Linked DNA regions of Mus musculus: regions 2, 3 and 4 are each linked to region 1. A link is a contact called in public HiChIP or PLAC-seq data. All regions are on one chromosome and are shown on one strand. Each heading gives the region's core, a stretch centred on a gene start, on an enhancer-like site or on the middle of the called end of the contact. The rest is flanking DNA. Distances are from core to core; before and after follow the strand shown.

Region 1 (2,660 bases), core at 120-2,619:
TGAATGCAATTCTAAGTATCCCACACACACACACCAAGAAGTTAACACATGCCCCTAACATGGAGCCAATTTAATATTTAACACGTTGCACACCTTTCTCATAAACAATTCAAGGGATTACCCCAAAACACTATCACAAAAGTAAGTTGCCTATGTTACACTTCAGCCCTTCTAAATTGACTTACATCGAGCCAGAGCCATTCAGGTCAATCTGAAGAAGTGACACCACCGGTAGGAGGCAACCAAGAGGAACAAGCCCAACAAGAACAAAATTATGACAGATGCTAAGGGAACGCTCCAATTCTTGCCACCTCCTGCTTCTTTCACCTAGCCCGTGTAGAAACGTTTCTTAAATTTATCCCTCGGTTACAATCTGGCGCCGGCATTCAAACACTTCTGAGCGTGCTGCTACCAAAGTGAATTAGCGAAGGGAGAGGGGAGACTGTTGCCCCCTGATCGTAGGAGGGAGGAGATAATGCAAGGAGCGGTTGCTGGGAGACAAGCCATCCTAGCGTTTCCGAGGCCACTCGGTGTGCCTAGAACTCCAACCATGACAGTCTTCACTCGCATCCCTTGTTGGACAGCGTCGCTTGATGGATAGCGCTCTTGGTACCGGGGAGGCCCACGCGGTGCTGATGCTATAAAAAGCCCAGGGGGATAAGGGGAGAAAAGAAAAAAAGAGGCGGGCGGGGAACTTACCCAGTTTCTTCCACATGGCGAGGTGACAGGCGAGGAAACCTTTGCGGATGGCAGCGCACACCTTGGCGGGCTCGGACGAGGTGAAGCCTTTCTGCTTCTTGATGAAACCCCACAAGTGCTCCCGGGCAAACTGTGCCGCCTCCCGACCGCCGTGCCCGTCGCACACTGCAAAGAAGGCCACCGAAGAGCGGCGGCGACAGCAGCGGCCAGCGGGTAGCGAGGCCGCGGCGTCCGGGGCAGGGTCGCGGGCCGCCGCCGGGCCTTTTTCCGATGGCCCGACGCCGGCGAGAGTGGGGGTCGCCGGCAACCCGAGCGCCCGCCGCGGTACCGGCGCCGGCTTGTCCTCCGCAGCCGGCTCGGGCTCCACCACGATCTGAGTTACGTCCTCCATGTACTTCCTCCCGCCCTGGTCCGAGAAGACGCTCACTCCCAGCGAGTACAGCCCCGCCATGGCCGGCTGCCCGGGATCCCGCCGTTCCCACGCAGCCCGCCGAATTCCGAGGCGGGAGACACACTCGCCGCTCGCCGGCCAACTATTGTTTATCTTCGACGAAGCCGAGAGTGAAGAGGAGGCGGTCCCCGCGGCGGTGGGGGGGGGCGCGTGATGTCGGGACTTGTCCGCGAGAGCTGGGCCGGTCGAGTCGCGGGCGAGAGGAGCCGAGCAGCTGCGCCTGCGCACTGAACTCGCTCCCCGCCCGCCCGCGCCCACCATACAAATCAGACGTTCTTTCCCCCCCTTTCTCCTGATGACGTCACTCGGCTCGCTGAGACAGACCAATCAGGAGTCAAGAAGAGCAAGCTCGCCCCCGCCCTCCTTCCACCCCCGCATCTCTCTGCAACCGCTGATCTCGCTCGGCCCGCCGACCGGGGGAGCGCGCTCCTTGCCCGGTTTGTTTTCTCCAGCCTAGGGCTTCTGTACCCTGGGGGTTTTCCGCTGTTACTAAGCGGCTGAAGCCTCAACCTGTCATCTTTTTTTCCCCTTAAATCCCTAACGTGAGACTTCTGGCTTTTCCCCTTTGGTCCTTTTGCAGAGCCAGTTTTGCCTCCCGCGATTGTGGAAAATTTGCAGAGGTCAAAGGTAGACTTGACCTTCCACTTATTTCAAGCGAAATGGCGCGAAAATGCCCTGCAAAGTCGTTGGTCCGTGCGCTAGACCAGCGTAGCACGCGTGAACTGGCTTGGGTGGGACTTGTCCGGCTGGGAGTTAAGGGAAGCAGTCGGGTTTACTTAAGAAGACTTGGAATTTTCCACCGCCAGTTGCACAGCCCTGTTTTCCGCGATAACGTTAGGTCGGAGACCTGTCGGCGAGTTTAATTCCTAACACTTTACAGCCCTTTTTTTTTTTTAAGTATTTTGCATATTTCTTCCTCTTTTCAGCGTCGTTAATACTTTTTCGGACTCGTCTTGAATACAGCTATTACTGCAGAATCTAAGTTACCGTTTGGAAAAGGAGCATACAACAGGATCTCCATGCCCTAAAGACACGGTTATTTCCCTCCGTTCACAGAAGTTGACAGTCCCAACAACAAAATGAATGCTTTTAGACTGATTTCCACGAAATTGAAATAAGTTCTCGAGTGATCAACTTAATATTTTCTTAGCACCATATTCTTTTGAGGGAGTCAACGTGTTCCTTTATTATTTTCTGTACAGCCTTTGAGATTTCACAAAAAGCGTAATGGAAACTTATTTACAGCAGCATGGGAAATGCAAACAACAAGGAAAGGCTTTATGCTGGCCTGCCTTTCAACAACAGTTTCTATACCTCCCAAGACAATTCCTTTTAAAATTGTCATTAAATATTTATTTCATTTTCATTATGTGTGTATCTCTGTGGATGTTGTGTGGAGTCCCAACCCTCCGCCTACAACTGGAGTTACAGGTGGTTGTGAGCCAGATAGGCGCTCCAAACCAAAAAGCAGTGCAGGCTCTTAACCACTGAGCCATCTCTCCACTCCCCT
Region 2 (2,660 bases), core at 52-2,551, 500 kb before region 1:
AAGCCTTCTTTCTGTGTAGGCAAAGACAGGAAGTTACATACCCAAACACTTCACAGCCATGGGTCTCTCGGGGGTGCTGTTTTTGACTGCTACGTCAAGGGCTGTGTCTGCATTGGAAATAAAATAATTCTTTAAAGAGCATCAGACAACGGACCTTCTAAGAGTCCAACAATAGCTGAGATCGAACTGAGTAGATATCAAATCTGGTTTGACCACTCATATTTGTAGGGGAGAATTCTGGGGTGTGTTCCAAGGTCCAGCACATCTAGATTTTCATTAGCCAAAGCTAGCAATCACCATCTCTTCCTTCTTCCTCCCCAGTCTCCACGGACTGAGTTCCTCTATTCCTGCCTGCTATTGGGGGTGGGGAGGGAAGGACGAGGATGTAGGCTCATGTTGGGGTAGCTCCTTGGATTTTCTTTAATGGTTCTACGGATTTAGACCCCAGGCCTGAAGTCCAAAGCTGCTTGACAATGTGCAGGGCTGCTTTGCTTTGTGGAGATATGCTCAGAGCTAGCCTGATATCCCTAACATCAGTTCTTAGTGGCTGTGGATGACTAAACAAAGAAGCTCTTAGACTTCTGAGGACCAGTCCAAGCTCCATGGAGGTGTGGCCCCAGAGGCTTGGTTCACACTCCCCCAGCCACCCTAAAGCCAACACCACACAGTCGTACACAGAGTGGAAATGATATGCTGGTCCTGGCCAGGGAGGCCTAGAGACACAGGGAATGTGCCAATATAATGGGCACAGGGGAGGTGAGGGGAAAGAATGGAAAAAGTCGTCCTGAATGAATGAAGCAATTGGAAGGCCAGTCTCTCCAAACTTGATTAATTACAGAGCTACTTAGCTACAATAAGAGGACATATGTGGGGATGAGGAAGGAGACAGCTATGAGAACTGCTGGAGGATTCAGCCAGCAGACTTAAGTTGTCTCAGGCAGTGGGACCTCCAAGTTCCTGGGGCCAGGGTCGTACAGGAAGAGCAAGCAGCAACAAAATCAGCCAAGGCTGGAGACGCATCGCTGTCTTTGCTATGGGCAATCCACAATGTCTCATATTTAGTGTAACCAAGGGCCATGTCTAACCTTTCTTTCCTGTGGGTGTACCTGTTTTGTAGCCCACAGCTCCTTGCCATCTGAGAAGCTGGGCACCTAAGCCACCGTGTGCTGGTGCGCCGCTTTGCTGGGCCTCACACCTTACACAAGGGCCGGTGATTAAAGGTGAAGTCTGGCAGAGGAGGAGGCACCAAGGAGAATCCTCCCTTGGGTTAACCATTTACCCATTGTAATGATCTAGGGAAGGCCCCTGGCAACTGTCCTGCAGCCCGCTACCCTCTGCTCAAGCCCGCACATGCTCCACAGTCGCTTTACTTGGGCAGCCCGTGTAAAGGGTATGCCAAAGAGTCACCAAAGAGGCCACACCAGCACTTCCTCATTGTGGACAAGAATCAGCATGTTATGCAATGGGCATGCATGGAAAAAAATGTATTAGCCTGGGTGTCTACTGTGGTTCCTCCTCTGGATGCAGCTCCGGAGGGGGCAGAGGAGAGGGGCAGAGAAAACAACCTAGCTGGAGCTGGATCCAAGTCTTGGCCTGGAACTAAGAAGTATGCCTTTTAAGCATGGAAATTATTCCCATGGCTCTGGCTGCCTTTCATTTACCTCTCAGAGGCCACAAAAACCCAATCAGTCATTCAACAAACATTAACTGAGGTTCAGCTTGGCATTCATCCCAGGGCTGGATGCTGGGCAAGGAGAACTGATGGCTGAAGGTAACAAAGAGGAATCAGGTTGGGTCCAAGGAACAAGAACTGGGTCAAGATGCACTCTCGGCTATGGATGAGGGAGGAGCTGAAGGACCCACGGAGCTGGCCCTTCCCTAAGTGGCATGAGAAGGATGTCAGCCGTGGCTCGTTAATGGGAAAGTAAGATCCTTGCCTGGGGCCAAGCATCCTAGATGCAGTTGGCTCAGGAACACTATGTGAGCGAGGAAGTTGAGTCACAGAGGACACTATGAATGTGGTCTGGAGAAATGACCTTGCCCAGAGAGTGGTCGGCTTTAGGGTGGTCCAGCGTGCTGGCAGGGTTGGGAAGCTGGAGTCACATGCTTACACAGGAGGTGGTGGGATCTGAAGTGGGATGGGGAAGGTGGGTCAGGCAGGAGAGGCCACAGACATTGAAAAAAAACCCCAACATGGTAAAAGCCTGGGTTGGGCTATGAAGGCAGTTAGCATTTCTAAGTAGGGAAGTGACCTCGGCCTCCCTGGGGATGGGGTCCCCTTCCTCTATGGGAGTCCCTGTTTTGAATAAAAGGCAGGTCACATTCTGAGTAGGTGAGGCTAGCAAGATGGTCAGCATTCGGTACTCCTATTTGAGCAATAATGTTTCTTTTGGCGATGCTGGAGACTGGACTCAGAACCCTGTGCAGTGTGGACCAGCTCTATAGGGAGCTCCATCCCCACCCCCTTTAGTGCCTGTCTTAATTCTTTTTAAAAGTTATTTCAAGCATGTCATCTCTTGCTTCGGAAGCTGAAGGGAAGAATATCTCACAGCCAGGTAGAAGGTGCTGAGAGGACACTGCCACAGCAGGTGGAGTCTCCAGCACAGGAGTCCTTAAGGATCCATTCTCCTGTTCAGAGTGAGGGTGATAAAGACTACTGT
Region 3 (2,660 bases), core at 42-2,541, 480 kb before region 1:
CAGATGGGTGAAGGAATTAACTTCCTGCATGCATTTGAGTTTTAGAAATGCCGTTAGGGTTAAAAGCTACTAAAATAGCTTCCTGCTATCCCTTGGCCTGAGGGGAGAGAAGCATGTAAAAGTGTGTCTGTAGTAGAAATACTCCACCACTGGCTCAATGAACCTGCAAACTCACCCCCACCTTCCTTGGCCAGCCATTAATTCCTTCCAGGCAGCCCTTTAGGAGGCCTGGCACCAGCACTGGAGTCCTGATGCCGGAGGCAGCTCCCTCTCCTCAGGATGCACAGTGTGGGAACATCCCTGTCTGCCCAGCCCTGCTTTGGAGCCTGCCCTTGGGGCTTATGGAGCCTTTGGATCTGGCTAGAACCACTTCTCTTCACTGGGCACCCTCTTAGACCTTGCCTCTGAAGCCACCGGGGTGGAGGTGGATCCTCTGCGGAGATGAGAGATGGTGATGAGGCCACAGGCGTGCTGCTCTGCACAGTCCTCGGGTCAAGACAGGAGGAAAAGGGGGAATGCTAATCTTATGGGACCTGGTGTAGACTAGCCTCCTGGAACCTTTGATTTCTCCGCTGGGTAAAAAGAACAATAATGCTAGTTATTCATAAGTCTAAATCACACTGACATTTAAGTGCACGTGTATGCTACGGAACCTTCAAGACTATCATGGTTATCGGAGTGTAGCAGGCTAGGTGGCCTTAGGCTCATTCTTGAGTCAGTCCATTCGAGCTTCTTTGACACACAAGGAATACACTTGGCTGCTCCTTAGACTCTCTTTGTTCTTTATTTTTGAGAGGGTCTCACTAAGTAGCTCAGGCTGTCCTCCAATTCACCAATCCGCCTGCCTCAGCCTCTCAGGGGCAGGAATTACAGGCATATGATCCTGGAAACCCTCACATCTCATTAGGGGTACACTCCTGAGTTTTCTATTCCATAGGTCCAGTCTTCCCCATATATTAAAATAAGTAAAACTTATGCCTCTGTGCATCTTGGAAGGGTAAGATTCCAGTTGTTTGGAAAGGATTATTTAGCCCAACTATTAAAAATACATGGCAGTATATGAACTTTACAAATTGCAGTTCCAAACACTGGGCACATCTTCCAGGCTGTTTACCTATTTATTTTCGAGATGTCCTCTTGCTTTGCATTACAAGCTTGTCTGAAATCCACTCTGTAGCCCCTGGCTATGAAGATCCTCCAGTTCTTGCCTCTGGGTGCTACGATTACAGTGTGAGCTGGCCCTCTGAACCACCTCTAGGCCTAGTAAAGACAAAGGCTTTATTTACACAGGAGTCCTGAGAGTGTATGAATCAGGCATACTTCATGAACTCACCACTAGGGACACTGAGCACATTAGGCCTCAAACATGTAAACAAAATGAGCCTGGGTTTTCCATGGCAACAACCCAAAAGTGTCCTTTGTCTACATATGGTACTTCTTCTGCACTTCTCTTACAGTTAGTTTCTAAACATATGGTGCCTTGGTTTTGAAATGCTGGATCATGTTCAGATTTGTTGCTCCAAAGACAAAGTGGACAAGCAGACTGTCTACAGCAGAGGGCAGTGAGAGACACCAGCCCAGGCCAGTCAGTACTGTGCCATCTCTGCTGTACTCCTGAATGTCTCCTCTCTCCGGAACTCTCATGCAGGTCAGCAGCTGAGCATGTCCGTCTCCAGGTGTCTAAGGGACTCACAACACCAGCCCCATCAGGTACACTGGTCCAGGCCATGAGAAGTATCCATAACTTGGAGGAGATCCACCATTGGAAAGGTCAGGTGGTGTCTGTGTGTACACTGGAGAGCAGGAGTGACCTGGGTGCTTGACAGGAGCCCCAGGTTACTGTAAAATGACCCTAGTTCAGGGCATCTTTCCTAGACTTCCTTAAAGAGAAAAGCCAAGCCACAGGGCATGGTGATGTATGACTGCAATCCCAGCACTTGGGAGGCAGAGGCAGAAAGATCAGGAATACATGCTGATCCTTAGCTACATAGTGAATTTGAGGCCATTGTGGGCCACACAAGATTTTGTACAATAGAAAGAAAATCCAAGATAGGAAGAAAAAAAAAAAATCACTGAGGCTAGAAAAGCCCGTGGGTGTTTGTTCACAGTCACGGCAGCTTAGGGGACAATGGGGTCCCTTGAGGAGCTGCATACTATAGAGAAAAGCAGGCTTTATCGGGGGTCCTGTGAACTACCCCACCTTTCTTCTGTGCCATCTGGCTCTCTTCTCCTCTCTCACTGCCCTTAAGCCTCTGTAAAGCCTTGTTTCTGCGATTCTAGGGACCCGCACTTGTATGGCTAATACAGCAACTAGGAGACATCAGAGTTCCCTAGGGGAGAGACTTGTGGGCATGTCTGTGAAGGAATGTGTAGGCTTGCTGACTGAGGTGATAAGACCCGCCTTAAGTGTGGGTAGCCTAACGCCAGCCTTCACTGAGCTGGTTCCTGACTATGGATGCAGAGTGACCAGCTGCTTCATGCTCCTGCCTCTGCCTTTCTTACTATGATGGACCTTGGAGCTGTGTGTCAAAATGAATCTTTCTTTCCTTAAGTTGATTCTGTCAGGCATTTTGCCGGAGCAGTAAGAAAAGCAATTACTATGGATCTCTTCTCTTTCCCCTCTGACACTTTTCCTGGATGAGCTCCTCGGCCGTTATGTC
Region 4 (2,660 bases), core at 119-2,618, 350 kb after region 1:
TCATGACCTTCTTGTAGAGTGCTTTCTGCCCAGAGCCCAAGGACACTGCCTAAACTCTTATACTCTTTATCCTTAAAACAGCACCCAGGAACACAACTACTAAACCCGGTTTGTAAACGACAGAATACTTTATACGTCTTAACCAACGTGAACAGCTACAAGGCACTGGTTAATTTAAAAACATTTTCCTTTTTACTAAGTCGTTTTAAGTGCCCAACCCCTAGACACACACACACACACACACACACACACACACACTCCGCCCTTTAACATTATATTAGTTGCTCTTTTCCCTCCACTAAGAAGGAGTTGTTGCAAGATGCCTTACATCCTCCAAACTAAGTCCTGCAACGGGGAATACTCTCTCTCCTTCTGGTCTGAGAGACCCCTCACGTCCCCACCGTACGCCCCACTATCCATTCCAGGGCAGAGCACCCAACTCTGGAAGGGAGTTCTGGCCCGTTGGACGGGAAAGCTTCCCTGCGGACTAAGAGATGAAGTCTTCGTGAAGAGCTATGGGGTATTGGAGAAGGTGCCAACCGCTAGAATCGCCTTTAGCTCCTTATCAAATATTAACACGCCTCTACCTCCACCTCCCACCTAGAAGAATAATTAAGAGCTCGGTCTCACCATTAATCTTTAAACGAAAATCACCTTGTCTGGAAAGACCGGCTTGGCCAGGGACTTGGGTCTTAGGATGCCCCCCGCCAGGCTCCCAATCCAGCACTGGGGGAAGGGGAGAAGGGAGCTTGAAGCTCAGAGGGCAGGACCCTAGAGTCAGAAGAAGGGAACACCGGGACCCCAATACATCCAACCTGCTGCGCTTGTTCTGGGTGGGCAACAGTTACCGGTTCAGAGTCTCTGCAGGACAGTCGGCCACTCGCCACCCACGGGCAAACCCAGGAGAACCAAGGTGCGAAAAGGACCGTGGATCCAGGCGGGTCAGAGAAGCATCCTCACCACAGATCACACGAGCGTCCAACACGCGGACACCCCGCGGCCACACACATGCGAGCACACATCCCCCTCTCCCGCAGCCTCCCGCGGACACGTGTAGGCGCCCCCGCTCACACAACCAGGTCCGCTGCAGCCTCACGGTTCCCTGCACGAACAACGCGCAGCCGGAGCGCGCTAGCAAGGGTACCGGGTCCTGGGGGCGCAGAGGGTCACCCGAGGATACCTTCAGTAGAGGGGGCCACGTATGCCAGCGCCAGCAGAGCAAGAAGGAGCTGCATGGTGCTTGAGGGGAAAGACGCTGCCCAGCCTAGGGTCAATCACCAATGAAGCCACCCTAGGCGTCGCGATCATGCTGGTGGAGGCTTTATAGCAGAGCCACGACCTAAGGGAGCCCGGACGGCTAGACGTGGGAGTCGGCTCCTCCTCCTGGCGGAGCCTCTCTTCGCCTTGTCCAGTCTCAGATCGGAAAGAATCATCTCCCCGCCTACCTTGCTACCTTGCTACCTTCGCCCATGGCGAAAAGACCCCTCACCCACTCCGCATCTTCAGGGCTTAGAAGCGGAGTATCCCCACCTTGCCCCCATCCTACTCCTGTTAACTGATTCCGGAAGAAAGATGAGCTATCCTCAGGTACCTGACCCACGGGGTATCTTCCCAGACTCGTAACTTCCATCATGCTGCCACCAACTGTTCAGGGTCTCCTAGTGTGTCCTTGTAATAAACTTGATTTGGGGCAAGATGGAGCCAAATGGTCTCAGGGAGACGGAGAATCGAGACGGTTGAAAGCTTTGCAATGCTGTTTGTTGAAGAGATGCCCGGTGAGAGGCTCTTTGAGGAAGCGGTAGCTGACGCTCCAGTCTCATCTTTTTCCTTCCTGGCTATTCCAAACTTGATTTTGTTTTGCGTTTTCTTTCTCGGGACTGGAGATGATGGTTATGATGACGACGACGAAGATCCTCCTCCTCCTCCTCCCCACCCCCACTCCTTTTCGTTCCCTATTTCTCATACTAGGCAAGCACTCTACCACTGAGTTACATCCAAACTCAATTTTAAAGAAACCAAGACCCGTCTTCCTACCTAGAACTAAGCTCCCTAAAACGTGGTTACTGGTGGGTCTTGTGCTAAGCCAAGAAGATGGGGTGGAGTGGAGAGTCGGGGGGCTGGAAAGGGTATGGAATTAAGGGGATGGGAAAGTGAGGAGGGGGCACGGAGACACAGTAGAAAATTGGTTTACTAGAAAAGCCCACGATGTCATAGGGGAAAGGACTGGTGCTTTTGAGATCTGATGACAGTAGATGACAGTTGGGGAAGAGAAAAAAAACTAAGGATCTGGATATATCCCTAATTCTCCCATCAGACAGGAAGAGTCCTCAGCAAAGAGTAAACGGTCTCCCATATCTGGGAAATGGATCTGGCCTCACTTCCAGGCAAGCACTACTTGTTACTCTCTGTGGAGGTCCCTTACATCTCACAGATGGGGAGTCTGCGCATCCCTGGGGAGTTTCTAGGACAAGTCTGGGGAGATGAACAAGGAATAGCAGTACACCTGGACTCCTCCATCAACAGGAAGCCCTATTTTTCTGGTCCAGCTACTTCCCTATCCGTTGCCAAATTCTCTTCACATCACCCTCTCCCTGCCCCAGCACCAGCCTTTGAACCTCTGTAGGGGAACGACTCCATCAGAACAATCCAAGCAAAGGAGC

Evidence for each region. HiChIP or PLAC-seq counts read pairs in DNA pulled down with a chosen protein or histone mark.
Region 2: a contact with region 1 is called in an H3K4me3 HiChIP or PLAC-seq map of bone marrow-derived macrophages, with 2.7 times the contacts expected there. The contact joins the enhancer-like site here to the promoter of Ppm1d in region 1. A contact is called at or near these places in 3 of 39 promoter capture datasets (the C10 cell line, embryonic stem cells and liver) and 3 of 115 datasets of contacts at active chromatin or transcription factors (bone marrow-derived macrophages, large pre-B cells and pancreatic cancer cells).
Region 3: a contact with region 1 is called in a FOXA1 HiChIP or PLAC-seq map of pancreatic cancer cells. The contact joins the enhancer-like site here to the promoter of Ppm1d in region 1. A contact is called at or near these places in 7 of 39 promoter capture datasets (the 3T3-L1 cell line, cranial neural crest, embryonic stem cells and 3 more) and 1 of 115 datasets of contacts at active chromatin or transcription factors (pancreatic cancer cells).
Region 4: an H3K4me3 HiChIP or PLAC-seq map of bone marrow-derived macrophages shows a contact between it and region 1, with 5 times the contacts expected there. The contact joins the promoter of Car4 here to the promoter of Ppm1d in region 1. A contact is called at or near these places in 11 of 39 promoter capture datasets (the 3T3-L1 cell line, embryonic stem cells, hippocampal neurons and 6 more) and 4 of 115 datasets of contacts at active chromatin or transcription factors (bone marrow-derived macrophages, embryonic forebrain, extraembryonic endoderm stem cells and 1 more).

The regions. Positions count from the first base shown.
Region 1 is chr11:85,309,963-85,312,622 of GRCm38.p6, reverse strand. Ppm1d (protein phosphatase 1D magnesium-dependent, delta isoform) reads right to left here and starts at 1,369. Exons shown (of 6, transcript NM_016910.3): 1 at 700-1,369. The coding sequence starts at 1,150.
Region 2 is chr11:85,811,447-85,814,106 of GRCm38.p6, reverse strand. The region is part of intron 23 of Bcas3 (breast carcinoma amplified sequence 3); the gene reads right to left. All of the region lies in intron 1 of 2610027K06Rik (RIKEN cDNA 2610027K06 gene), which reads left to right. Among named protein-coding and RNA genes, the nearest start is that of 2610027K06Rik, 20 kb to the left of the region's middle. Within about 2 kb of position 1,301, at least 52 of the 459 cell types and tissues checked have an H3K27ac peak or open chromatin away from gene starts, as enhancers often do. A contact at or near this core is called in bone marrow-derived macrophages, liver and pancreatic cancer cells, where this site is marked.
Region 3 is chr11:85,785,227-85,787,886 of GRCm38.p6, reverse strand. All of the region lies in intron 22 of Bcas3 (breast carcinoma amplified sequence 3), which reads right to left. Among named protein-coding and RNA genes, the nearest start is that of Bcas3os2, 11 kb to the right of the region's middle. Within about 2 kb of position 1,291, at least 31 of the 459 cell types and tissues checked have an H3K27ac peak or open chromatin away from gene starts, as enhancers often do. A contact at or near this core is called in pancreatic cancer cells, where this site is marked.
Region 4 is chr11:84,956,462-84,959,121 of GRCm38.p6, reverse strand. Car4 (carbonic anhydrase 4) reads right to left here and starts at 1,368. Exons shown (of 8, transcript NM_007607.2): 1 at 1,181-1,368. The coding sequence starts at 1,235.